Regions from separate parts of the Hordeum vulgare genome. Here regions 2 and 3 are each linked to region 1. Evidence: chromatin contacts called from public Hi-C data. All regions are on one chromosome and are shown on one strand. The core of a region is the stretch at or near the end of the contact, and the rest is flanking DNA. Distances in the headings are between cores, read along the strand shown. Region 1 holds the start of LOC123447240. Region 2 holds the start of LOC123447245. Region 3 holds the start of LOC123450180 (putative hydrolase C777.06c).

Evidence for each region. A called contact is a pair of places that touch in the nucleus more often than the background predicts.
Region 2: a Hi-C map of leaf shows a contact between it and region 1, with 3 times the contacts expected there. The contact joins the promoter of LOC123447245 here to the promoter of LOC123447240 in region 1. A contact is called at or near these places in 5 of 6 Hi-C or Micro-C datasets (leaf, seedling and an unstated tissue) and 1 of 1 datasets of contacts at active chromatin or transcription factors (embryo).
Region 3: a contact with region 1 is called in a Hi-C map of seedling, with 3 times the contacts expected there. The contact joins the promoter of LOC123450180 here to the promoter of LOC123447240 in region 1. A contact is called at or near these places in 1 of 6 Hi-C or Micro-C datasets (seedling) and 1 of 1 datasets of contacts at active chromatin or transcription factors (embryo).

The regions. Positions count from the first base shown.
Region 1 is chr4H:11,371,709-11,375,653 of MorexV3_pseudomolecules_assembly, reverse strand. LOC123447240 reads left to right here and starts at 2,119. Exons shown (of 9, transcript XM_045123826.1): 1 at 2,119-2,681; 2 at 3,143-3,232; 3 at 3,341-3,730; 4 at 3,843-3,945. The coding sequence starts at 2,435.
Region 2 is chr4H:11,563,009-11,566,953 of MorexV3_pseudomolecules_assembly, reverse strand. LOC123447245 reads right to left here and starts at 1,751. Exons shown (of 5, transcript XM_045123832.1): 1 at 1,101-1,751; 2 at 947-1,019; 3 at 421-522. The coding sequence starts at 1,366.
Region 3 is chr4H:11,188,987-11,192,931 of MorexV3_pseudomolecules_assembly, reverse strand. LOC123450180 (putative hydrolase C777.06c) reads left to right here and starts at 1,901. Exons shown (of 8, transcript XM_045127562.1): 1 at 1,901-1,908; 2 at 1,996-2,128; 3 at 2,205-2,261. The coding sequence starts at 1,901.

The sequences.
Region 1 (3,945 bases), core at 870-3,369:
TCAATGCTTTCTTGGCCTCAATCATAGCACAATTATCTTCCATGTAGGCGCCACTACTTCCATGGTTTTGCCTCTGTTTTGCAACATTTTACCCATCCAACCTCGTGTAAGGATTTTCATCCTCCTCGTCATCAACTTCAATGAATATGATAATCTGTGATCTCTTCGGCGTGCTCTCAAAGTTCCTCCAGATCCATCTATCATTGCCAGCTAGTTCTTTGTAGCAATGGTGCAATGTGAAGGCATTGCCACCATTTTTCTTGTTGCGTAAAACGGGACAAAATTGGTGAAGAATTCCGTCTAAAGGGAAACTTCCGGAGTTATCTACATGTCATAGATCATCCATATGACCATGCTACTCCGTCTTTCATTTTGTCTCTCTCCGGTGTTTAGGCTGCCATTTCTTCATACAGACTCCAATTTTGACGTCCTTGCGGTCGTCGGATTCGCAAGAGCGGCCCAATCCATTTCATGTCTTAGATATTGATGTGACACACTTTGGAAATCATTTTTTCCGCCCTTCGAAACACGAAAGTCAGGTACTCTAAGTCCTCCGTACTGAGCCCAGCCTTGGTCTTTTCATCTTGCTTGGTCCTAGGTTACTCCAATACACCGGTAGACACAAAAAAGAGAGAAAACAAATAAAAACCAAATAAAATACTAAATATGCAATGCTCAGAATGGAAGTGCAAAAACAAGTAATCATGCATAGCGAATACTCCCTCCATTCCTAAATATAAGTCTTTGTAGAGATTTCACTAGAATGTTACATACGAAGCAACATGAATGAATCTATACTCTAAAGTTAGAGGTAATTACTAATTTCTGGCACCGCTACCGTCCTCCTTTTGTCTCCTCAGCGAGCGCACAGGGCGGACATGTCATTATGCACTGTAAAATCGAGATTACAGTTTATATACTCTGACCTTCAAACATGCCTACCTAGATTATTTTTAAAATCTAATTATATAATCTATTTTAATAATCCAGATTATCATAATATGTTGTGGTTTCAAACAGGCCATAAGCGCCCATGCACTCAACTTATCGTGTAGTAAACTAACCGCAGGCCCTGCTTTCGAAAAAAAAGGAAAAATACGCGTCTTGTTGTTTTCTCACAAGGAGGAAATACATAGTATGACCGTTGTTATGCATACTTCTTTTTATAGTACAAAACAAAACCGTGTTGGCCGCAGAACCTAATCATTTCGCAGGATCAACAACTAAGCATTCTTTCTCGATCGATAGCATGCAAATTGCGTGCCCCATCTTTTATAGGTAAAACGGAACCGTGTTGTCTGCGCAAGCCCACCCATTTCCCAGGATTAGGCACCAAGTTACGTGCAAGGCGTGTGGATTGTTGGACAAAAGGAGGAGGAGAAACGAGGTTTTCAACGGCTAAAACGGAGAGGTAGAACCACCTGACCTGACGGTAGCATCGCATCGTACTACCGGCTGTTGGCAAGGGGAAATAGGATGGCGAAGGGACCACGGAGCCCCCATGAAACGCGTGCACCGGGTTCCGGATGGATACGCCTTCGTTGGGTTGGTCACCGACTTTTTCCCCCCCGCCACCCAAATCTGGTAAATCCGGTCAACGGTCAACGCATGAGATTGCATGCACATGGTCCTTCATTTTTTTCCGTCCCGGCATACGGTGTAGTAGTACTAGTACTTTTCGTGGAGCCACCGTGCAGCGTAAACGTTGGACGGATGGACGATCTAAGCCGGCGGTTGGCTCGCTCTACCGTGCACAACGTATGTAGATGCATATGACGATTTTCTGACTGTTTACTACGGATAAGTTGTGTGTGATGATGAAGGGCGATGACGACGGCGTGCCTTGGTCTCGGCTTCAGTTTCTGCCTTAGGAAAAAAAGGAAAATACCCTGCGTCGGCGGAACAAGCACGGTGCAAACGGCATGGCGTCAAATCCAATCTCGCACCTAGACCACTAGAGGGTTCGTCACTCGTCACAGAAAGGAAAGGGAAGCCTGTCCCTAACTCCCACCAGAAAGAAAAGGCCGCAGGCAGGCAGGCCCCATCCAAACCCAACCAGAACAAAAGGAAGGAAGCTGCAGGCAGAGCACCCACCCACCCACCCACCAAGCCAAGCCAAGCCAAGCCAAGGACCGCGTCCACCAGAGCGGCGCCTCCCTCCCCGCACTCGTGTGAGAAGCCGAGCCCCGCGCAGGCAGGCACACGACACCGCAGCCAGCGTTCCCGTTCCTCCTCCTCCATCGCCACCATCTCCACCACCACCAGAGCCACAGAGTTGGCCCATAAAAACGAAAAAATCTCGCACGCAACCGCACCGATCTCCACCCCGACCCCGACCCGACCCGACCCGCCTCCGCCCCCACGCGGACGAGCGCCGTGCCCGCGCGCGCGCCACCTTCCCCGCGCCGATCTCGGCCGACGGGAGGCCCCGGGCATGGGCACGTGCGTGTCGCGGCCCAGCGCGTGCGTGGGGAAGCCCGGCACGCCGCGCTCCGGCGAGGCGGCGCGGGCCGCCGGGGCCTCCTCCCGCAGGCGCCGCCGCCGCAAGGCCCGCCGGAAGGCCCCCTCCCGCGCCGCCTCCATGGAGACCATCCAGGAGGCCGAGGGCCCCCCCGACCCCTCCTCCACCGCCGCCTCCAACTCCGGCGACTGCCGGACCTACAGCAACCCGGCCTTCCAAGGTGGGTAGGGATGCGCTGCTACGCTTTCTCCCAATCGCCTTTTCCGCCTCCGCCTCCGCCTCCGCCTCCGCCTCCGCGGGGAATAGATTCATGGATGGATGGATGCATAGATTTGATGATCTCCGGCCGGGGGACCATGCCGCGCGTCCTTCCTTCGGGGATTAAATTAAATTACCGCATCGTGCGCATCTATCCATCTATTATCTACCTACCTAGCCACGGCCGGGGATTTTTTTTAAAATAATAATTCATCGACCGCTTATTGAATTTCACCGCCGCCTCGTTCCGTAGATAGATAGATAGATAGATAGACATAAGAGTGGGATCACTGCGCGGCGTAATTGGTTACTAGTACTACTTGGTTAGCGCACGCCGGTTTATTGCGCCAATCAATCAATGGCATTGTACTCCGATTCGCCGCCCACCTGACGTTGAATTGGGGTACTTTACCTTTCCTGCAGTCACCGGGAGCATGGAGGAGGCCTGGTACGACTCCTTCGCCATCAGCGAGTCCGACGACGGCGAGGACGATTTCCACAGCGTGCAAGACGGTAACGACCACCCTCCGTATACATACATACACGTGCAATGTACCACTAGCCTACATGTGTTGGTTTCAAGCCTCTTGAGCGTTTGAGCTTTTCTGTTTGACTCTGCAGACGCCTTCTCGCTCAACGGCTTGGAGAGCGAAGCGGCATTGGGTACGAGGGATGCCAATGGCGGGAGCTTCAATGGAGCTGAGCACCACCATAGGAAGCCAAGGTCCAGCGAGCTGCCCAAGGGGAATTTGGAGAACGGTGCGAGGCCCTCTGCTGGCCATGAGGATGGGGTGAGTCTTTCGGGCGGTGCTAGCCCGAATGCTGGAGGGGGGATACTGGACGATTGTGGTCTCCTGCCAAACAACTGTTTGCCATGTATGGCCTCAGCTGTTGGTGTGAATGAGAAGAAGAGAGCACTTTCCACAAGCCCAACTCAGTCGATGAAGATGCCTTCGTTGAAGCTCTCGTTCAAGAAGAAGTCTGGGGAAGCCAACCCGTCGTCCGCGCTATGTAAGCAATTCTTCATCCATTGTTGGGTCATATAGTTTCTTCTTCTTCTTCTTAGGAGCTTAATTACACTGGCATCATAAAATTATTAAAGAAACATTTGTATCTTTTTCAGTGTCTACAAAAGATTTCCTTGAAAGGCCTCTAGCAGGTTCTCAAGTACAGTTATGCTTGTTGGAAAAGAAGGCGCTGAATAGCTGGTCTCATATTGATCCTGG
Region 2 (3,945 bases), core at 502-3,001, 190 kb before region 1:
ACCCGTTTCTTGTGTCAGTTAGCATATATAAGCAACTCCAAATAACTCTTCCTGTCCATGAACTTTGTATAATTCAAATTATTAAAGTACTTCATTAGAAACCGGTGCATGTTTAAACTATGAATTTATTATTTATTTAATCAGTTTCACATTCAGATGGGATAGCAAGTTTACAATTTTTCAATTCATAATTTTCAAACAGAAGAAAAACTCATTTGAACCAGTGTACTTCAAGTGGCTACTCGATTAACGATGAAAACAGTCAAATCCACACACATCATCACCTGAAGTTGTCAACCACCGAATATCACATGGTATTCAAGGTTCAGTTACTTAAGCATACAGGAACGTAACAGGGGATGAAGAACGTAGCAACTAGTTCTGAACCACAAGCGGCAGTCAAAACAATGAGAAAATTACCTGCTTCAGCATCTGCACGAGATCATGCTTTTTCTTACTCAAGGTATCCAGCTTGTCAGTCAACTCTCTCTTCCTTTCTTCAACTCCATCAGGTTGACCCACCTAAAACAAAAATAGGACTCAGAGCTCTAGATGAAAAAGCAAACAAGCATAATGCACCAAGCTTCCAAGCATAGGTTTTAGCTTGCAAACAAGAATGGTATGTGTGGTTTGGTTAATCAATTGTACTCAGGAATCACAAAGCACTCAGCAAAATCTCCATGAAAAACTCAAGAATTAAACTGTTGTTCAGCAGCAACCGATAATAATAAATATATTGCATCCTCATGAAAGAGCTAACTGTTGTCCAGTGCAGCTAAAAAGCTTAATTGTAGAGTAGTGGAGTAAAACTCAAAAGCATCATTACTTATCCTTACTTATTGGCTTCTTCCAACCCAGAAATGGAAGAGGCAACCTAGGAATTTCATCCTACTTCCAACTCTGAGCTAAAAGTCTACTAGATTCTAAGATAGAACCACCATAATACCATGACGAGAAGCAATTCCAAAAATCTACTGTCGGGGCTTCGCAAGTAGTCATCCACCAATGACCTGAATGACCTGAATCTAACCCTAAGCCATCGTTAGCAGGATAGCAGCTAAAATCTCACGCAGCTATGAGGAACCTACGACGAGGCTCACCTCCGAGTTGGGGTCGAAGCCTTCGCTCTCGCCTTGCCCTTCTTCAGGGTCACCGTTGCCGCCGGCATCGACATCTCCGGCGACCACCTCTCCCGCATCGTCCATTTCCACATCCTCCACCGCCCCCTCCTCCTGCTGCTCCTCCTCCTCCTCTCCTTGCTGCTGCTCGTCTTGCCCCTCTCCCTCCCCCTGTTGCTGCTGCTCGTCCTGTCCCTCTTCCTCCCCCTGCTGCTGCTGCTGCGGCGGCGGCGGCATCTGCACATCATGCCGGTCGGCCTGATGGTGCTGCTGACCCCCGTCCACCTCCCGCGCCTCCCCCACGGCCGCGGCGCCGTCGTCCAGGCGGGAGTTGGGGGAGTTGGGCCGGGGAGCCCCGGCGAGGCGGGAGACGGCGAGGGAGCGGCGGTGGAGGAGGCGGCGGAACTGGGACGCGGAGAGCGTGGGCTGGGGCACCGGCCAGCGGCGCGCGGCGTCGTCACCGCTCTGGTGGAGGTTGCCGCGGTACATCGAGATCGCCACCATCTCTGCCGGCCCGTGTGGATGGAGGTGCGCCGGCTGGGGATTCGGGTGCGAGCGGCCGGCGGCGGCCCTGGGTTTCGGTAAGCCGCCGTTGGGCCTTCACGGCGGATCTATCTTTCGCGTTTTCCTTGTGGATGCTGACCAAACTCCGGGCCATCGGATTAGTTGTTGGGCCCTCCCGGTTTTCCAGCTCACTTACTGCTAGTTACCAAATCACTAGGGCATTGCTTGGGATACCTTTTTTTTGCAGAATACACGTGCAAAACAAATACTCCCTCCGCCCGATAAAACCTGTCACCCTTCATCTTTACCTAATAATAAAGAGGCTATTGCTTCCGTCGGAAAACCCACCGAGGTGATTTTACAAAAAAAACCTTACTGTTTATGACATTAAACTCGTAGTATATATTAAATATTTTTTTAAATATTCATATCTTTTAAACCGTAACTCCAAATTTAACATATTATACATGGAATTTGATTAGAAAAATATGTAGAATTTAAATATGATATTATTTTATCTGTTAAATGTTTAATAAAAAATACTATCTAGGGTGCAATCCTAATAAATAAGTCATTATTCGTCTTTCTTTCATACCGGTACTCATTCGGGTTGGGAATGAACACGTCAACAAAATCAGGATTAGAGATGAAACTGAAGGTCACTTGACTGATTCTTTGTACGTATTAAATCTACATGCAAGCCGTGTTAAAATAGAAGACCTGTGAAATTTTGAACTGCATTTTTGTAGGATAAGACCATCTTTATTTGTATCGTAACTATAAATTCTCAAATTATAGACATTTTTTATAAATTAAGAGCGTGTGCCGTGTGGTATTTCTTTCTCCCGTTGCAACGCATGGACCCTTTTGCTATAATTCAAAAAACCGTCTTGAACAACTTGAGCTTCTTCGGGTTGTCCGTCTTGAACAACTTGAGCTTCTTCCTCTTGAACAACTTGAGCTTCTTCCTCGTCTGCAACTTGGGCTTCTTCCTTGTCTGCATCTTGTTGATCTTGTTCATCTTCATCCATCAAGTTCAAATCAATGGGATCACCATGTTGAGCTTCGTCCTCCTCTTCAGCCAGCAAGTTCAAATCAATGAGATCACCATGTTGAGCTTCGTCCTCCTCTTCAGCCAGCAAGTTCAAATCAATGAGATCGCCGTGTCGAGCTTCGTCATCCTCTTCAGCCATCAAGTTCAAATCAATGGGATCATCGTGTCGAGCTTCGTCCTCCTCTTCAGCCAGCAAGTTCAAATCAATGGGAGCATCGTGTTGAGCTTCGTCCTCCTCTTCAGCCAGCAAGTTCAAATCAATGGGAGCATCGTGTTGAGCTTCGTCCTCCTCTTCAGCTAGCAAGTTCAAATCAATGGGAGCATCGTGTTGAGCTTCGTCCTCCTCTTCAGCTAGCAAGTTCAAATCAATGGGATCATCGTGTTGAGCTTCGTCCTCCTCTTCAGCCAGCAAGTTCAAATCCATAGTTGCTCTATCTATACTCATAACAAGAGTATACAAAAGAAGAATCGTCAGCATATAATAATAACAAGAGTACACAGGAAAAAGAGTATATAAGGCTCAAGAGCAATAACAAATCAACAACTGATCATTGCTGTCAACACAAAAGGTATAGATGATCTTAGTGATGATAATACATTTTTTAAAGCCAGGACTACTTCATTTAAATGCAGATGACAGTAAAGCACTGGATTTGTTGCTGCTCCAAGCTTAATGTGCCTCACTGTCCATACAGGGGACATTGGATTTGTTGCAGCAACATTAAGGGGGTTGTTGCTGCGTTTTAACGTGTCGGTAGTAGGTAGTCCATACAAGGGTTTGTCCAGCAGCAGCAAGGGGTCTCTCGTAGTGCTTTTTTTTGGCGAGTCTATCAGAACGGCTGTCGTAGTGATTTTTTAAAGCCAGGACTACTTAATTTTATGTCGAGTTGGCAATGGTGCAAATATTCGTGTTTGGAGGGATCCATGGATTCCACGTGGTCCGCCGTACACACCCATTACTCCTAAGAGGAATTGTCGCCTTAAAAGAGTAAGTGATTTCTTAGATGATCGCGGTAATTAGAAGGTGGATCTGGTACAACAACACTTTTGGTAGCCGGATGTGGACTCCATCCTCAAGATCAGAACGTCTATGAGGTAACAGGAGGACTTTATTTCATGGCCATGGGAGAAATCGGGCATGTTGACAGTAAAGAGCGGTTATCATGTGGCGATGGCGGACCACTATGATCAATTTTGCCCAGGTTCGTCCATCAATCATCCATCGGGATATAGATCTCTCTCACGATTAGTGTGGAATGTTGCGATTGC
Region 3 (3,945 bases), core at 652-3,151, 180 kb after region 1:
TTCAAAAGACTGGGCTGACACATATTTCGAGATTGACGGTAATGTCTTCTTTCATTAAAAGCACATTATCGAAAGGTTTGAAATTAATCTAGAAAAATGTGAATGCTAATATCAAATCTAGAACTTGAACCCTGATGGGTTGAGAATACCAAACAGTTTTTTAGATGATGAGCGGGTTATATGCTAAGCGAAAAGAGTAGCAGCACGGACAGTCGAGAGGAACAAGCACTAAAGCACGTAATATTCGGCATTTCCTATTCAACGCTTGTAGTCCATGTAATAATTAGGGTGTTTCTATGTCTCGCTTTAGGCGAGACAGGAGGTGCGCTCGCGTAAGGGGGGACCACTAGATGGCCCGGCAAAGCCGCGCGAGAGCCACAGCCAGTTTTCTTTGTTTTTTTTATTTTTGTTCTCGTTTTTTTGTTATTTTTATACCTTTTTATACTTAAAAATATTATTCACATATCTCTACTATTAAAGCATGATCGAACATCGTGATGGTTCAACCTACCGATGGTTCGACCTTCCAGCGATCCCACCTCGTCCCCGAACAAAAAAAAACCCGTCACCGAGCCTCCCACTCGCGCCCCCTCAGCCACCAACCGCTCCCTCCCCCTCCCCTCTCGATCCAGATTGGATCGGGGCTGAGGTCGCGCCGCCCCGCCGGTGCCCCACTGCCGGGCCACCACCAGCCCACGCCACTGGCCGCCCCCCTCATTGGCCCCATGTTCGTGCTCGGCCATGTCCTCTCTGTGATCTTATCGAGTGACAAAGAAGGTGGAAGGGGAAAGCATCTTCTGGCCAGCCAGAGAAGAGAGAAGACGCAGCAGGGGAGGAGGAAGAGTCGCCCGCGCGTCGCCGACGGGCCCTCCCCGTCGTCACGCCGGGGCGGGGGCAGCGCCGGACAGAGGCTTCGGCTGCCGGTGCAGCTGCGGCAAGTGCCGCGGACGCGGAAGCGGGCCCAGGAGGGGAAGGGGGCTCTCATGCGCTCCGCCTCCGAGCCGGCGCTCTGGTGGCACGACGCCCGCGTCCATCCCGCGCAGCCCCGCCCGCCGTCCCCGCCGCCGCCGCCGCTCGACCGCCCGCACACCTGCTACGACGTCTATTTGCAGGTTAAATGATGCAGACGCCTTGTTTTCTTCCTTAAATCACAAGCTACCTGCCTGTGGATGATGGGATTGTACGCACGGAGCCTTGATAACTTACCTCCAATAATCGAGAATTCCTGACTCATGCTCATTCCAGCTCCAGTTAATACCATGAGCTTGTTACTGAGACAAGTAACAGATAATTAAGATTCCTCTTCAAATGTAGCTCAAGAACTTGATAAGGAAGTTCAATACAGACTTTCACCTCTTATCTATAAACTGGTATAGTAGGTCCACATCCTTGGAGGTTGGAGGATCTGAATCAGGAACTATCCGTTTGCCTCTCAAAAACTGGATGTAAGTTTCACAATAATCTTTAGATACAACAATTGATGAGTGGTTATTTCTTGCTTGAATGGAGCGAAAAGAGCATCTCAATGGAAGAGGAATTTTCCTCCTATGAACAAGTCCATTATATATTGATGCTTGGATATTGTAAAAATGAGGACAATATCCTGAAATATAATTTATTGCAATTAGTTAGTGCAAAAAAGTAGATTAGCCTAATTGTCCCAGAAAAGGCCATTCTCTTGGCGAACTTGCCTTTTGGTATTCCTCTCAGAGCACTTCCAAAACCTGCAATGATCTGAAGTACATTACACATGTAAGTTGTATAATTCGACTCGGTATTGAACACTAGAAAGAGTGTACATATTGAATACAACCAACTTATTGCATTGGTATGTGACCAAGAAGTATCATTACATGAAAATGATTCCAACAGATTTAACTTTGTGAGTCACAACTGCCGAATGGTGGAGTAGCTGCAAATGGGTTGAACAGAACATCCTACTAAGTTAGTGCTTATGTGACCAGGTTCATAAATCATACGCCTGTTTGCTTTCAGGCTCAACACCTCCCTTTTGGTGGACTATTGCCAAGATGGAACACACAAGTACATCCTAATCGACATCGGCAAGACCTTCAGAGAGCAAGTTCTCTGGTGGTTTGTCCACCACAAAGTTCCTTACGTTGACTCAGTGAGATATTCGACAGTGCATTATTTTCTGAAAAAAATAAAAATCCTGGGGACTAAGAAGGTTCTGCGCAGTGCAGATCATTCTGACTCATGAGCATGCAGATGACGTATTAGGCCTTGACGAAGTCTGGGTGGTACTGTTGGAAATATGCCCTAGAGGCAATAATAAAATGGTTATTATCATATTTCCTTGTTCATGATAATCGTCTATCGTTCATGCTATAATTGTATTAACAGGAAGCACTAATACATGTGTGAATGAATAGATCACAATGTGTCCCTAGCAAGCCTCTAGTTAGCTAGCTCGTTAGTCAATAAATGATCATGGTTTCCTGATCATGGACATTGGATGTCATTGATAACGGGATCACATCATTGGGAGAATGATGTGGTGGACAAGACCCAATCCTAAGCCTAGCACTAGATCGTATTGTTCGTATGCTAATGCTTTTCTAATGTCAAGTATCTTTTCCTTCGACCGTGAGATTGTGCAACTCCCGGATACCGTAGGAGTGCTTTGGGTGTATCAAACGTCACAACGTAACTGGGTGACTATAAAGGTGCACTACGGGTACCTCCGAAAGTGTCTGTTGGGTTGGCACGAATCGAGATCGGGATTTGTCACTCCGTGTGACGGAGAGGTATCTCTGGGCCCACTCGGTAGAACATCATCATGAGCTCAATGTGACTAAGGAGTTAGTCACACGATGACGTGCTACGGAACGAGTAAAGAGACTTACCGGCAACGAGATTGAACAAGGTATAGGTATACCGACGATCGAATCTCGGGCAAGTTCTCTACCGACAGACAAAGGGAATCGTATACGGGATTGATTGAATCCTTGACATCGTGGTTCATCCGATGAGATCATCGTGGAGCTAGTGGGAGCCACCATGGGTATCCAGACCCCGCTGATGGTTATTGGCCAGAGAGGTGTCTCGGTCATGTCTGCCTGTCTCCCGAACCCGTAGGGTCTACACACTTAAGGTTCGATGACGCTAGGGTTATAGGGAATTGTTATACGAGATTACAGAAAGTTGTTCGGAGTCCCGGATGAGATCTCGGACGTCACGAGGAGCTCCGGAATGGTCCGGAGGTAAAGATTGATATATAGGACGGATGGTTTCGGACACCGGAAGTGTTTCGGGCATCACCGGTAACGTACCGGGACCACCGTAGGTGGTCCCGGGGGACCACCGAAGGGGGGCTGCGACCCCAAGAGGTAAGATGGGCTAAGTGGGGGTGGGAACCAGCCCCTAGTTGGGCTGGTGCGCCTCCCCAATCAGCCCATGGCGCAGGGGAAAGAAAAAGAGGGGGGGAACCCTAACTTAGGTGGGCCTTAGGCCCACCAGAGGGGTGCGCCACCCCCTCCTCCCCATCTGGCCGCCACAAACCCCATCTGGGAGGGCTGCCGCACCCCCTAGGGTGGGAACCCTAGGGGTGGCACCCCCTCTCCCCTCCCCTATATATAGTGGGCACTCTTGGCCTTTGGAGGACACAGTTTTCCCTCTCCCTCGGCGCAGCCCTGCACTTCTTCCTCCTCCTCTCTGCCGGCGCTTGGCGAAGCCCTGCCGGGAGACCTCGTCTCTCCACCAACACCACGCCGTCGTGTTGCTGGTCTTCTTCCCCAACCTCTCCCTCCTCCTTGCTGGATCAAGGTGCGGGAGACGTCACCGGGCTGCACGTGTGTTGAACGCGGAGGTGCCGTTGTTCGGCACTAGATCGGAATCGCTGCGAGTACGACTCCATCAACCGCGTTCTAGCAACGCTTCCGCTTAGCGATCTTCAAAGGTACGAAGATGCTCTTACCCCTCTCT